Regions from separate parts of the Pan troglodytes genome. Here region 2 is linked to region 1. The links are chromatin contacts, called in public Hi-C maps. All regions are on one chromosome and are shown on one strand. Each heading gives the region's core, a stretch centred on a gene start, on an enhancer-like site or on the middle of the called end of the contact. The rest is flanking DNA. Distances are from core to core; before and after follow the strand shown.

The links. A called contact is a pair of places that touch in the nucleus more often than the background predicts.
Region 2: a Hi-C map of induced pluripotent stem cells shows a contact between it and region 1, with 4 times the contacts expected there. The contact joins two enhancer-like sites. A contact is called at or near these places in 5 of 7 Hi-C or Micro-C datasets (blood, induced pluripotent stem cells, a lymphoblastoid cell line and 1 more) and 1 of 1 other capture datasets (stem cell-derived neural stem cells).

What each region holds. Positions count from the first base shown.
Region 1 is chr1:81,663,764-81,669,514 of NHGRI_mPanTro3-v2.0_pri, forward strand. It overlaps CD247 (CD247 molecule), which reads left to right. Exons shown (of 9, transcript XM_054673005.2): 3 at 5,451-5,554. Among named protein-coding and RNA genes, the nearest start is that of CD247, 75 kb to the left of the region's middle. Within about 2 kb of position 3,603, at least 2 of the 24 cell types and tissues checked have an H3K27ac peak or open chromatin away from gene starts, as enhancers often do. A contact at or near this core is called in induced pluripotent stem cells and stem cell-derived neural stem cells, where this site is marked.
Region 2 is chr1:82,058,281-82,064,031 of NHGRI_mPanTro3-v2.0_pri, forward strand. The region is part of intron 4 of GPA33 (glycoprotein A33); the gene reads left to right. It overlaps LOC107969148 (a long non-coding RNA gene), which reads right to left. Exons shown (of 2, transcript XR_001710789.4): 2 at 3,448-3,683. Among named protein-coding and RNA genes, the nearest start is that of GPA33, 31 kb to the left of the region's middle. Within about 2 kb of position 2,566, at least 4 of the 24 cell types and tissues checked have an H3K27ac peak or open chromatin away from gene starts, as enhancers often do. A contact at or near this core is called in induced pluripotent stem cells and stem cell-derived neural stem cells, where this site is marked.

The DNA of each region.
Region 1 (5,751 bases), core at 2,353-4,852:
TGGCAAGGGCTGTGAAATCAGAGGTAGGTGGAAACTCCGGATCCTGAGCCTACAGGTCAGGTGCATCGAAGCCATAAGGCTAAGAGAAGTACTTGGAGTCAGGAGACCCAGGAATTCCCTTCCAGCTTTGCCACTAACCTGCAGGTGTCCTTGGTGAAGTTGCTTCATTCCTCTGATCTCAGTTTATCCACCTGTGAATTGGGCCCAAAAGTAGCCCCCTGTTTGTCTCCTGGCACTCATAAGAATCTAACTCCATCAGACACAGGAAGTCACTTTAAAAGTAGAAATTAGGGTTCAAATGAGAAGAATCCTTATTAGTTGGATGTGAGTAAGTCCCGCAGATGCCCAGCTCCGAAACAGGATTTGCTGGAGAAGGAGGTTGACTGAAGGGGAAAGGGCACCAGCGTGTATTTTCAGCCTCAGGGTATGGCAGGACCAGGTTGATTAAGGCCTGATCCCTGTTAGCAGAGGTTCATAGTCTGGCTCAGAGACAGACAGACAAACAACGCAATTCAAGTAAATCTCACCCAGAGAAACCAGATTCTGTAAGGATAGGTGCGTCTCCCCCAGGGTGCACTCTGGGGCTCCAGAATCTTCCTGTTAATGGTCAGTACCATGAGACTTCCTGAATTCAGGGCTTTTTTAAAATGAAGATGACAAAAGGCTACAAAGGGATGGCGAGGCTCACTGTCACTAATTAGACTCACAACACTTAGATACAATGACCCGTATGCCTAGATACTCTGTGATCATCTTTGGCTGTCCCCAGCCTCCTCTGAGCATCTCACATGGCCTATTCCTGGGATCTTGCTACAGGGCAGGAAGGTTCCAACTTATCGTGCATGGGCTTAAAGTGGAAATCATGGCAGTAACAACAGGTGGCAAAATGGAACACATACCCTTATGGGGTCCTTCACCCCATAAGAATTATTTTATTTTATCCTCACCCCATAAGAAGTATCATATTTGGCCAGGCACGGTGGCTCAAGCCTGTAATCCCAGCACTTTGGGAGGCCGAGGCAGGCAGATCACTTGAGGTCAGGAGTTTGAGACCAGCCTGACCAACATGGCAAAACCCCATCTCTACTAAAATTACAAAAATTAGCAGGGTGTGGTGGTGTGCACCTGTAATCCCAGCCACTTGGGAGGCTGAGGCAGGAGAATCACTTGAACCTGGGAGGCAGAGGTTGTAGTGAGCTGAGGTCATGCTGTTGCAGTGAGCTGAGGTCATGCCATTGCACTCCAGCCTGGGCAACAGAGTGAGACTCCACTTAAAAAAAAAAAAGTATTGTATTTACCCTCACCACCATCTAATGAGACAGGTAGTATTGTTATCCCCATTTTACAGATGAGAAAACGAAGGCTTAGAGAAGTTCCATAATACACAGTTCAGAAGTACAGTGTATAAGAAGGACCAAAGCTTTAATTTTGTTGCATATGTTTGACAGAAATTTACATTTGTTGTAGGGTATGGCTGCATCTCTACAGAAGGCGGGGCTTCCCTCTCACATGCTGTGGCCCCTGTAATGATGCAGGTCTGAATCTCAATCCATTCATGGCCATGCAATGAAGTCCCCATGCCCAGGTTCCACTCCAGGCCACTTAAGTCAGAGCCTCAGGGGAGAGGGCGGTGGATTGAGAGTCTGTGTGAGAATGCTCTATTAGTCTCTGGGGCTCCTTTCAGATGCTGAGGTTCTCCTGGGTGCTGTAATCTTGGGTAGGGATCAGGAACATTAAATAAAACAGCTTCTCCACTTTTACAGAAAAGTAGCTACCATGTAATACCCTGAAACCTCCTAGGAAGCAGCTGCTGGTCCCTTTGGGATGGAATTGGTAGAAATATGAAGAAGCCACAGGAGCGCGCACAGGGAAGAAGCCAGGACCAAGTAGAGAGTGGCGATGCGGTGCCTTTGAGCTGGCATCCTGCAAAACTGTCTGTTGTCCAGGGAAGCTCCTGCACCTTGTGTGTGGCCTCAAGAGCTAAGCCTTAAGCCCCATGAGGGCAGGGACTCAGAAGACTCGACCCAAATATCAGACATCATTGTCTTTTGATTCTCATCACAACCCTTAAGGTAGATATGATTACCCTCCATTTAATAGATGAAGTAACTGAGGCCCAGAGAGGGAAGTGACTTGTCCAAAACCACACAGCTAGTAAGTGGCAAGAGAAGTACTCGAACCCACCTGCACGCAATCCAGAGTTCATTCCATTTCAATAGTTCCCGGCACAGAGCAGATGCCCAATGAATATTTAATTAATTGCGTAACTGAATCAGGTCCTGCATCCCTGCATGGAGCTTTCTGGGCCATGACTGTCTTCCTCAGGCCCATCTCTCCCAGCACAGGCATAGTGGGACCGAGGAGAGGAGGGTCCTACACAGGGAATTATGTTGGGGTTAATATCCTCTCCTCCACCCAACCACACACAGCACACTTGTCATCAGTCATAAAACTATGCAGAAAGAAAGGAAGAAGGAAGGAGGGAAGGAAGAAAGGGAGGAAACTTGTTCATATTATTTATCTCAGGGACGTGCCCAATCCCCCTGCCCCTTTGTGTTGTGCTGAGTCTGCACAACACAAATAAATATTTCTTATTTGTGCTAAATTTACTGTCCAGTAATTTTTCTGTTCTCATTTTCTGTGACAAGCAGCTGAGTGATTTTCTCCTGGATTTTCTTCTGAGTCTCAACCAGTCCCATAAATCGCCACGGTTATCTCCTCTGCAGTCCTCACAGCAAAAAGTCACCCCAGCTTTGGTGGCCTTCATGGGGGCTGGCTTGTCCCCCAGAGGCCTTTAGATCGTCCCTAGGTCAGTGAGGACTTCCAGCAATACCTTGGGGCCAGAGGGCAGGCACACCTGGGGCTGGGCCCAGCATCTTCCTCATCACTGAAGCTCAGCCCTGAAAAATTCCATGATATCGAGTGATTGTCTACCCTGTGCCCTGCACTCTGATGCTGGGGCTGGAGGAAGAGGCAATAATGAAGATGCAGCCATTGGTCTCAGGTGCTGACAGCCTAGATGGAGGGGCATCTGAGTCCTGAGGAGTTGGGTTTGTAGAGCGCTTTGGGGGATATAGGCTCTTGAACCGACATCCTCTCACTTTTTCCTCAGGGGCTCAGGTGGTGGGACAGTCTGATTTCAACAGGTGTTGAGTGGAGGGGTAGAACGCAGGCCTAGAAAAAGATCTAGCTCAACAGGCCAGGGGGTAGAAAAATATGGGTGTGTTCAAGGAAGAATGGGGTGTAAAAGACAAGAGCAGAGGGACAGGGTGGCACAAAGCTGTGGTCTTTTCAGGCCTGGACTGGTTACAGCAGAGCCCTAACATGGCTGGACAAAGAGCTTGGACTCTCGTCCGAGTGGCTGGGTCATCAATGGTCTCTGGGCAGGGTCTGTGGGAAGTTTGCAGAGATCAGCTGCCTGGGGGCAAGAGGGGTCCTGAATTAGGGTTGGAGTCAAAAGCCAGGGGACAGAGGGATTCAGGGTGGTGGGGGTAGGGACACTGGTGGCTGCCTTTGAATCATCTGCTTCCATAGTTCGTCGGGGAGGCCAAAACGTTGCTGGCATGGAGGGGTACGCAGGGCTGGCCCAGGGGCAGGAAGGGGGTGAGAACTGCTAGGGATCAGTCCTGGGCTGCCTGTGACCGTGTGCTCTGAACCCGAATCCTCGGTGCCTCAGTGTCCGAGTGTGGGTGGCAGGAGGATCTGACGATGATTACATTTAAGGCAGTGTCTGAAGAAATGTTAGTTTTCACCCTGTTCAACAGAAGAGGCAGCTGACAGAGCATACATAACCTGCCCCAAATCAGACAGCCAGAAAGAAGGACAGCACTCCCACATATGGCCTCCACTCCCTCTGCCCTCATCTGGGTCCAAAGGCCACCAGAGGGCGCCCAGGCCTTGGGAGACAGACACTAGCGGGGCTGGCCTGGGACCTCTGCTCTAGTTACCAGGCAGGGGTGGAGTGAGATGGATACCACACCCTGTTTTACAGGTTGAGTTGCTGCACTTTTACCTAGTAGGAAGTATGGTCAGACTAAAATCCGAGTCTCCTCATTCACAGTGCAGTGATGTTCCAAATAAAAACACTACCTTTTTAAATTTTTTTTTGAGACGGAGCCTCATTCTGTGTGCCAGGCTGAAGTGCGGTGGCGTGATCTCGGCTTACTGCAACCTCTGCCTCCCAGGTTCCAGCGATTCTCCTGCCTCAGCCTCCAGAGTGGCTGTGATTAAAGCTGCCAGCTACCACGCCCAGCTAATTTTCGTATTTTTAGTAGAGATGGGGTTTCACCACGTTGGCCAGGCTGGACTTGAACTCCTGACCTCAAGTGATCCACCCGTGTCGGCCTCCCAAAGTGCTGGGATTACAGGCGTGAGCCACCGCCCCCAGCCCAAAAATGCAAACTTTTATTTAACCAGAGTATTTAGTGTATCTGCATTCTTCAGCCCATTGTACTCCAATGGCAGTGCCAACTAAACGTGCATTAACTACAGCTTGACAAAGGTTAATATGGCACTAGGAGTTAGGGGCCCCTGGGAAATTTGCAGTGGGAGAAGCTAACACAGAAGGGACCTTTGAGCTGCATTTTGTAGGATGCATCAAATGTTACCAAATAGTAGGGTTTCAGGGAGAGAAATGGAGGGAACATGAAAAGGGAACAGTGAGTGCAAGGCACAGGGCAAATAGTCTGGAAGAGCAAGGCGTGTCCTGGGAATGGGGTGTGTGTAGTGGGAGGAGGGGAGACAGAGAAGCCTGAGGCCATGGAGCTGGGACTAGGGGACAGGGAGATGCTGGGCCTAGGTGGGGAGGGGCACCAAAGGTACCTCTGTCTGTTGGCCATGAAACCCTTCAGGGCACAGGGAAGGGAAGCCGAGCACCAGATCCCACTGTCCTAGGCGGGAGAGTGCTTGGCACTGAGGAGGCAGGGAGTGGGGGGAGAGTTAACCCAGATTCTCCCTGTCCTAGTTAACTGTCAGATATTGAAATGATCTCATTTGACCATCATTTGACCTATTGTCTCCCTGTGGGTAGGCCTCAGAGCCACACACCTCAGGCCAGGAGTACCATTCATCCAGACGTGAACATCTTCCCGAGGCTTCCAGAGTTCTTGGTTCACACAGGGGCTAACATGGCTGGGCTTCTGCTGCAGTGGCAGGAGCTCTATGCACAGAGAACAGCCTCATCTGCTCACCTTGTTTCCACCTCCCCTCCCATTGCCCCAGGTTCTTTGGCCCCACAGTGGCCACATCTTCCGTTGGTGCCAATAGGTTTTCCAGGAGCTGGTTGATGTGGGAGGGAGGGAGAGGGTTGTGATCAGGCTGAGGCATGGGGATTGGATATAGTCTCCGTGTCATGATGTATTTGGTCAGTCAGTCCTAGTGCCACCCTAGGGTAATGGGGATGTGTTCTCGTCACCTTGGGCCTGGCTGACCAGCTTTATCTCTTGGCACAGAGGCACAGAGCTTTGGCCTGCTGGATCCCAAACTCTGCTACCTGCTGGATGGAATCCTCTTCATCTATGGTGTCATTCTCACTGCCCTGTTCCTGAGAGTGAAGGTGGGTACCACTGGGCTTTGGGAGGAGGGCACGGGGTCCCCCACTTGATGGATGTTCAGAGGGGCCTTGGTCTTGGAAGGTCTCAAGCTTGGGTGGTGCCTGGGGCTTGGTATCCAGGAGCAAAGCAAGGACCAGCCAAGTGTGTGCCTTGAGTGGGCTGAGGAGGAGGTGGCAGTGTCTGGCTGAGATGGACAGGG
Region 2 (5,751 bases), core at 1,316-3,815, 390 kb after region 1:
GGGGAAGAATATCTGGTGTCCTGGATAAGCCCAGCCGGACGGATGCACACATTGGGGGTGCACTCAATCCAGGAAGAGCTTTATCACTCGTTTGGGGGCAAATCGACTTCTTAAAAAAGTTAGTAGACACTTTGGGAGGCTGAGGCAGGCGGATCACGAGGTCAGGAGATCGAGACCATCCTGGCTAACACGGTGAAACCCCGTCTCTACTAAAAATACAAAAAATTAGCCAGGCGTGGTGGCGGGCGCCTGTAGTCCCAGCTACTCCGGAGGCTGAGGTAGGAGAATGGCGTGAACCTGGGAGGCGGAGCTTGCAGTGAGCCGAGATCGCACCACCGCACTCCAGCCTGCAGCCTGGGCAACAGAGCGAGACTCCGTCTCAAAAAAAAAAAAAAAAAAAAAAACAGTTAGTAGAATCCACTCGACCTAACTTAAAATAGGTCAATGTAGTGTAGGTTTTCAACAAGCTTCTAGTTGTGTTTACGTATTTCTGGTTGGCAACTTTTTATCGAGTGTGTCTGGAATTTTTGTTGAAACCACCTGGCAGCTCTCCGGGGGCTCTGTGGCCTCCTCTCTCTGGCCTATGAATAGTCTAGTGACTCCAGCCATGGTCACGGTAGGTGTGCTGTGGACACTGGTAGTGTCTGATCTTCTTTCCAGCAAAGTGTGTATAGGGAGACCCAAAGCTGAATGTTATAGGTGGCAGATGCTATAATAGCTTTATACCCAGTGGTGATGTAACACAGAAGATGCATAAGAAGATCAAAGAAGGTTTCTCCAAGGAGTGGGTATTGGAGTTGACAGTGGTTAAGAGCATGCCATGGGCTTGACTCCTGGCTCGGACACTTGTTAGCTGTATGACCTTGGCAAGTGACTCAGCTTCTTTGTGCCTTAGGTTCTATGTCTATGAAATGGGTACAATGCTAGTGTTTACTTCATAGGGTTGTGAAGATTAAAAAAAAGTAGATGTAAAGCATTGAGACTAGTGCCTGGTAGGCAGTAAGCACTCATTTAATGCTAAGTGTTATTAGCTGTTATTTGAGTTGGGTCCTCAAGGATGAGGAGGCTTGGCATGGAGAACAGGAAGGAATCATGACTGTCTGGTGTGGCTAAGGGGTAGGGTGCATGTGTAGGTGTAGGAATGGTGGGAGATACTCTTGTTAAGAAACACAGTGATGAGAAATCATGAAGAGCCTGTGCGTCACGCTAGGGAGGTTCGTCTTTGCCCTGTAAGCCACGGGTACCTTTTGAGGAGCCTCACAAAGGGACAGCCCAGCTGCAGTTCTCTCCTGCCTCCACAGGGAGACTCCTCTGGTTGTTAGAAGCCAAAACTTAGTTCTTTCATTATGCAAAAGGGAGAATCCTGAGGACAGGAAAGGAGGTGAAAAGAGAATTGCGTCTTTAATTTGTGAAAGCTTTAATTTGTGAAAGCTTTATCCTGTCTCTAATTAAGATTTGCTGAGTCAGAATGGGGACCTGCGGGTGACAGAAAAGAATATGGTTAATGTCCGTAACAACACGCCCTGGCATCTGGAGACATTGCGGGGTGAGGGCAGAGTTCTCAAAGCCTTCGTTTCCACTCTGCTTTGCAGAGCCTTGGAGAATCTGCCAATTCTGGCCAGGTGCAGTGGCTCATGCCTGTAATCCCAGCACTTGGAGAAGCTGAGGCGGGTGGATCGCTTGAGTACAGGAGTTCGAGACCCACCTGGGCAACATGGTGAAACCCTGTCTCTACCAAAAATACAAAAATTAGCCTGGCATGGTGGTGTGTGCCTGTAGTCCCAGCTACTTGGGAGGCTGAGGTGGGAAGATCCTTGGGCCTGGAAGGCAGAGGTTGCAGTGAGCCAAGATGGTGCCACTGCAGCCTGGGCACTAGAGCCAGATCTTGTCTTAAAAACACAAAACAAACAAACAAAAAATAAATAAAAAGAATCTGCTAATTCTTCTTCCTCTGTGGGTCAGCCCAAATTGTTTCTGGCTTTTAAAACATTTCAGTCCACCGTGGACAATTTGGAGAGGAGGGTACCTCTGCTCTCCTACATCTGAAGACAATTTCCAACATTAGAGATTCATTCCTTTGACTAAACCCTCAGTGGAAACAAGCTAGCAGTGAAAAGAACAGGGAATCCAGAATCAGGAAACAAGAAGTCCTGACTTCTCCACTTTGGAGCTGTGAGTCACTCTCAGCCTCTCTGACCCTTAGTACTGCCCTTTGAAAAAAACTGGGATTCCCCAAAAGCTGCGAAGAGGATGAGAGGAGATCCCATGTGTAATAGCTCTGAACAGACTTGGTAAGCTGTGTCCCAGGAAGCTGAGTTTCATGCACTGAAGAAACAGGAATTTGGATATCAAGGAAGTGGGGGAGGGGGTAGTTCTGGGGCCTGGAGCACTTAAGGGGAGGCGGTTGTGAAGGTTGGGGACCAGTCCAAGGAGGATCGTGAGGGCCCTTTGTGAGAGAGAGGTGGCAGCAGGGGCTTGTCGACAAGCTACGGGATTGGGTAGGGGTTGGGGGGATGCGGAAACGTTAGATCTTGTCAACGTGACATTAGCGTCTTGGTGAGACCGGAGGTTCTCTTGAGGGGAATCTCTCCACAGCTGGAGCAGAGGAACGTGGGAAGCGTATGACCGTCCTGTGCATTCCCCTTTCTGACCACAAGGTGTCGCCACTGCAGCGGAAACATTAGTTTTCTCCGGATATCAGAAATTACTAGTCCCTTTCCAAAGGAAAAGGGGCTTGGGAGCCCCAACTCGGAATCAAAGAAGGTCCTGTGGCACAAGACCTGCACTGGTTCATCCTAGCAGCTTCCAGTGCACACGGTTTGCATCAGGGAACTGGGGGAGGATAGCGCTGACTCATTGGACTAGGAAACCCCATGTTTCCCACCCTAAACAAGGCCTAGAGCTCAAAGCTGGACTCTTGACAACTAAAAAAGTCCTGACTGTCTGCAGTGTGCTGCCTACACTAAACCCAGAGGCCGAGCTTCACACTCTTAAGTGGTGGGGATCTGTTATGAGCTCTAGACCTCCTAAGCATGCCCAGGGCCATAGAGCATTTCCTAAAGTGTGTTCCTTCAAGATGCCTCTTAAAAATAACAAATCCAATTCATTTAGCAAATGAGAGCATGAATACCACACCCCGCTGTCAGAAGTTCCCAGTGCTCAACAGCATTGTAGGAGCTCTGAAAGTGCTGCCCTTAGAAAGATTACTTAACCCTAACTCAGTGATTCCTAAACTTGCTTTTTTAGGGACTCCTTCTCCATGCCGCATATTAATATCACATGTAAACAATGTTCCAGAAAACATACTGAGGCGTGGAATTCTAGGATAGAAGGGGACACATTTTATGAAGAATGAGCATCCAGAGAGTAGTGTCCTGGGGGTCAAGGGAAGAATTTGAAGAAAGTACAAGTGAAAAGACTGAAAGAAAATAGCACCAAATCAAAGTGTTATTTATAGGTAATGGAATTATGAATGATTTTTATTTGTTCTCTCTTCTTTAAAGAGGCATTCCTTGGCCCTTTGGATGAGATTAAAACCCCTTGCCATAAGCTCAGATAGTACCTCCATCTTGAACTGTAACCACCATTGTTTCATGTCTGTCTTCTTTGGGAGACTGGAAACACCAAGAGGACAGGGACCCTCTTCATCTCGTTTATAGCTGTGATCAGCAGCTAAAGATTTTCTGTATTGAATTGAATTGAAATAATAGTTTTATATCATTTATACATTATTATAAGGAGCATACATTGCTTTTATCATACAAAATTTTATTTATATATATATATTTTTCGAGATGGAATCTCGCTTTGTTGCTCAGGCTGGAGTGCAGTGGTGCGATCTCAGCTCACTGTAACCTCCACCACCCAGGTTCAAGCGATTCTTTTGCCTCAGCCTCCCAAGTACCTGGGACTAGAGGCGCGCACCACCATGCCCGGCTGATTTTTATATTTGTAGTAGAGACGGGGGGTTTCACTGTGTTAGTCAGGCTGGTCTCGAACTCCTGACCTCAAGTGATCTGCCCGCCTTGGCCTCCCAAAGTGCTGGGATTACAGGCGTGAGCCAATGCACCCGGTCACAAATTTTTAAAAGAAAATTATCAATGGCTCCAGGGAGTTCTAGACCTGAAACAGGATTTTTGTTCCTGTTTTATAATTTCTTAATTTTGTGACCTTGAGCAGTTCACTTAACTTCTTTAAGCCTCCAGTTAACTCCATGAATTGGAGATTGAAATATTGAGGATTGCTGGAAGGATGAAAGGACATCACATTTGAGGATGTGTACTGAGCAGCACATCCGGAGAAGGAAAATCTTGAGATGCAATCTTGCAAGAAAGTGACGGTGGGGCGGAGAGAGGACAACTCCCCTGGTTTTGCCCCTAGCACCAAGTGGCAAGAGACAAAGCTGGTATGATTGACAGGGCCAGATCTGTGACCTGAAGCTTGGACTTGTTACTGAAGATTACGTCTAGTGGTTGCTGGGCAGCCCCTGAAATGTCTGAACAGAGCAGTGACAGGATCGTATTTACAATTTAGAGCGTCTCTTAGGGATGGCGTGTAACCACCTGGTGGCAGCAGGGATCAGGCAAGGCTGGCTCTGCAGCAAAATTAGAGGAGGTAGGTCTCCAGCTCCTCTCAAAATAGCAGTTATAACAAAGCGTCTTGGATGGCAGGACATATACATATGCCCAAGCACAAAGCTCTTGCTTTCAAGATGAAGAAATGCATAGGATGATAGATTGAGGGGAAAGGTCTTCCATGGGACATTCTGGTCCGTTCTCTTCGATTCAGGAGGATCAGGTGTTTTCACTCCTACTTTCCAAAGGAAGCCTACAGCTCAAAGAAGTTAAATGGCTTGCTCAAGTGGCGGCAGATGTAGAGGAAGAGTCTAGACAGTCTGCCTCCGTCCCACCCCAACAGCACACACATTCACCACCCCCCATACCACAGACACTACACATGCAACACACACCACACATCACACACCACACACATTACACCCAGCACACACCACACATCACACATACTACACACGCCACACACACCACACACATTACACACCACACACACCACATGCAGCACACACACTACACACACCACACACACTACACACACCACACACACCACACACACACCACACACCACACACATCACACACTCACCACACACACTACAAACGCTGCCACATACACACCACACCACATGCACCACACACTACACATGCCACACACACCACACACAACACACACTCACCATATGCACCATACACACTACACACACCACACACATCACACTCACCACACACACCACACATACGACACACACCACACACATCACACACTCATCACACACACCACATGCATCACACACACTACACACACCATACACACACCCCTCACATACCATACACTACACACAACACACACACTGCCCCCATACCACACACATATACCACTCAGACACCCCAGAACACCATACACCACACACACGCCATACACACACCACACACACCACATACATCACACACTACACACGCACTACACACACCACACACACACCACACACCAGACACATCACACACCGTACCACACACACTACACACACCACACACATCACACACTCACCACACACACTACACACACCACATACCACACACATCACACACCACACACCAGACACATCACACACTCACCATACCACACACTACACACACCACACACACACCACACACATCACACACCACACACCACACAC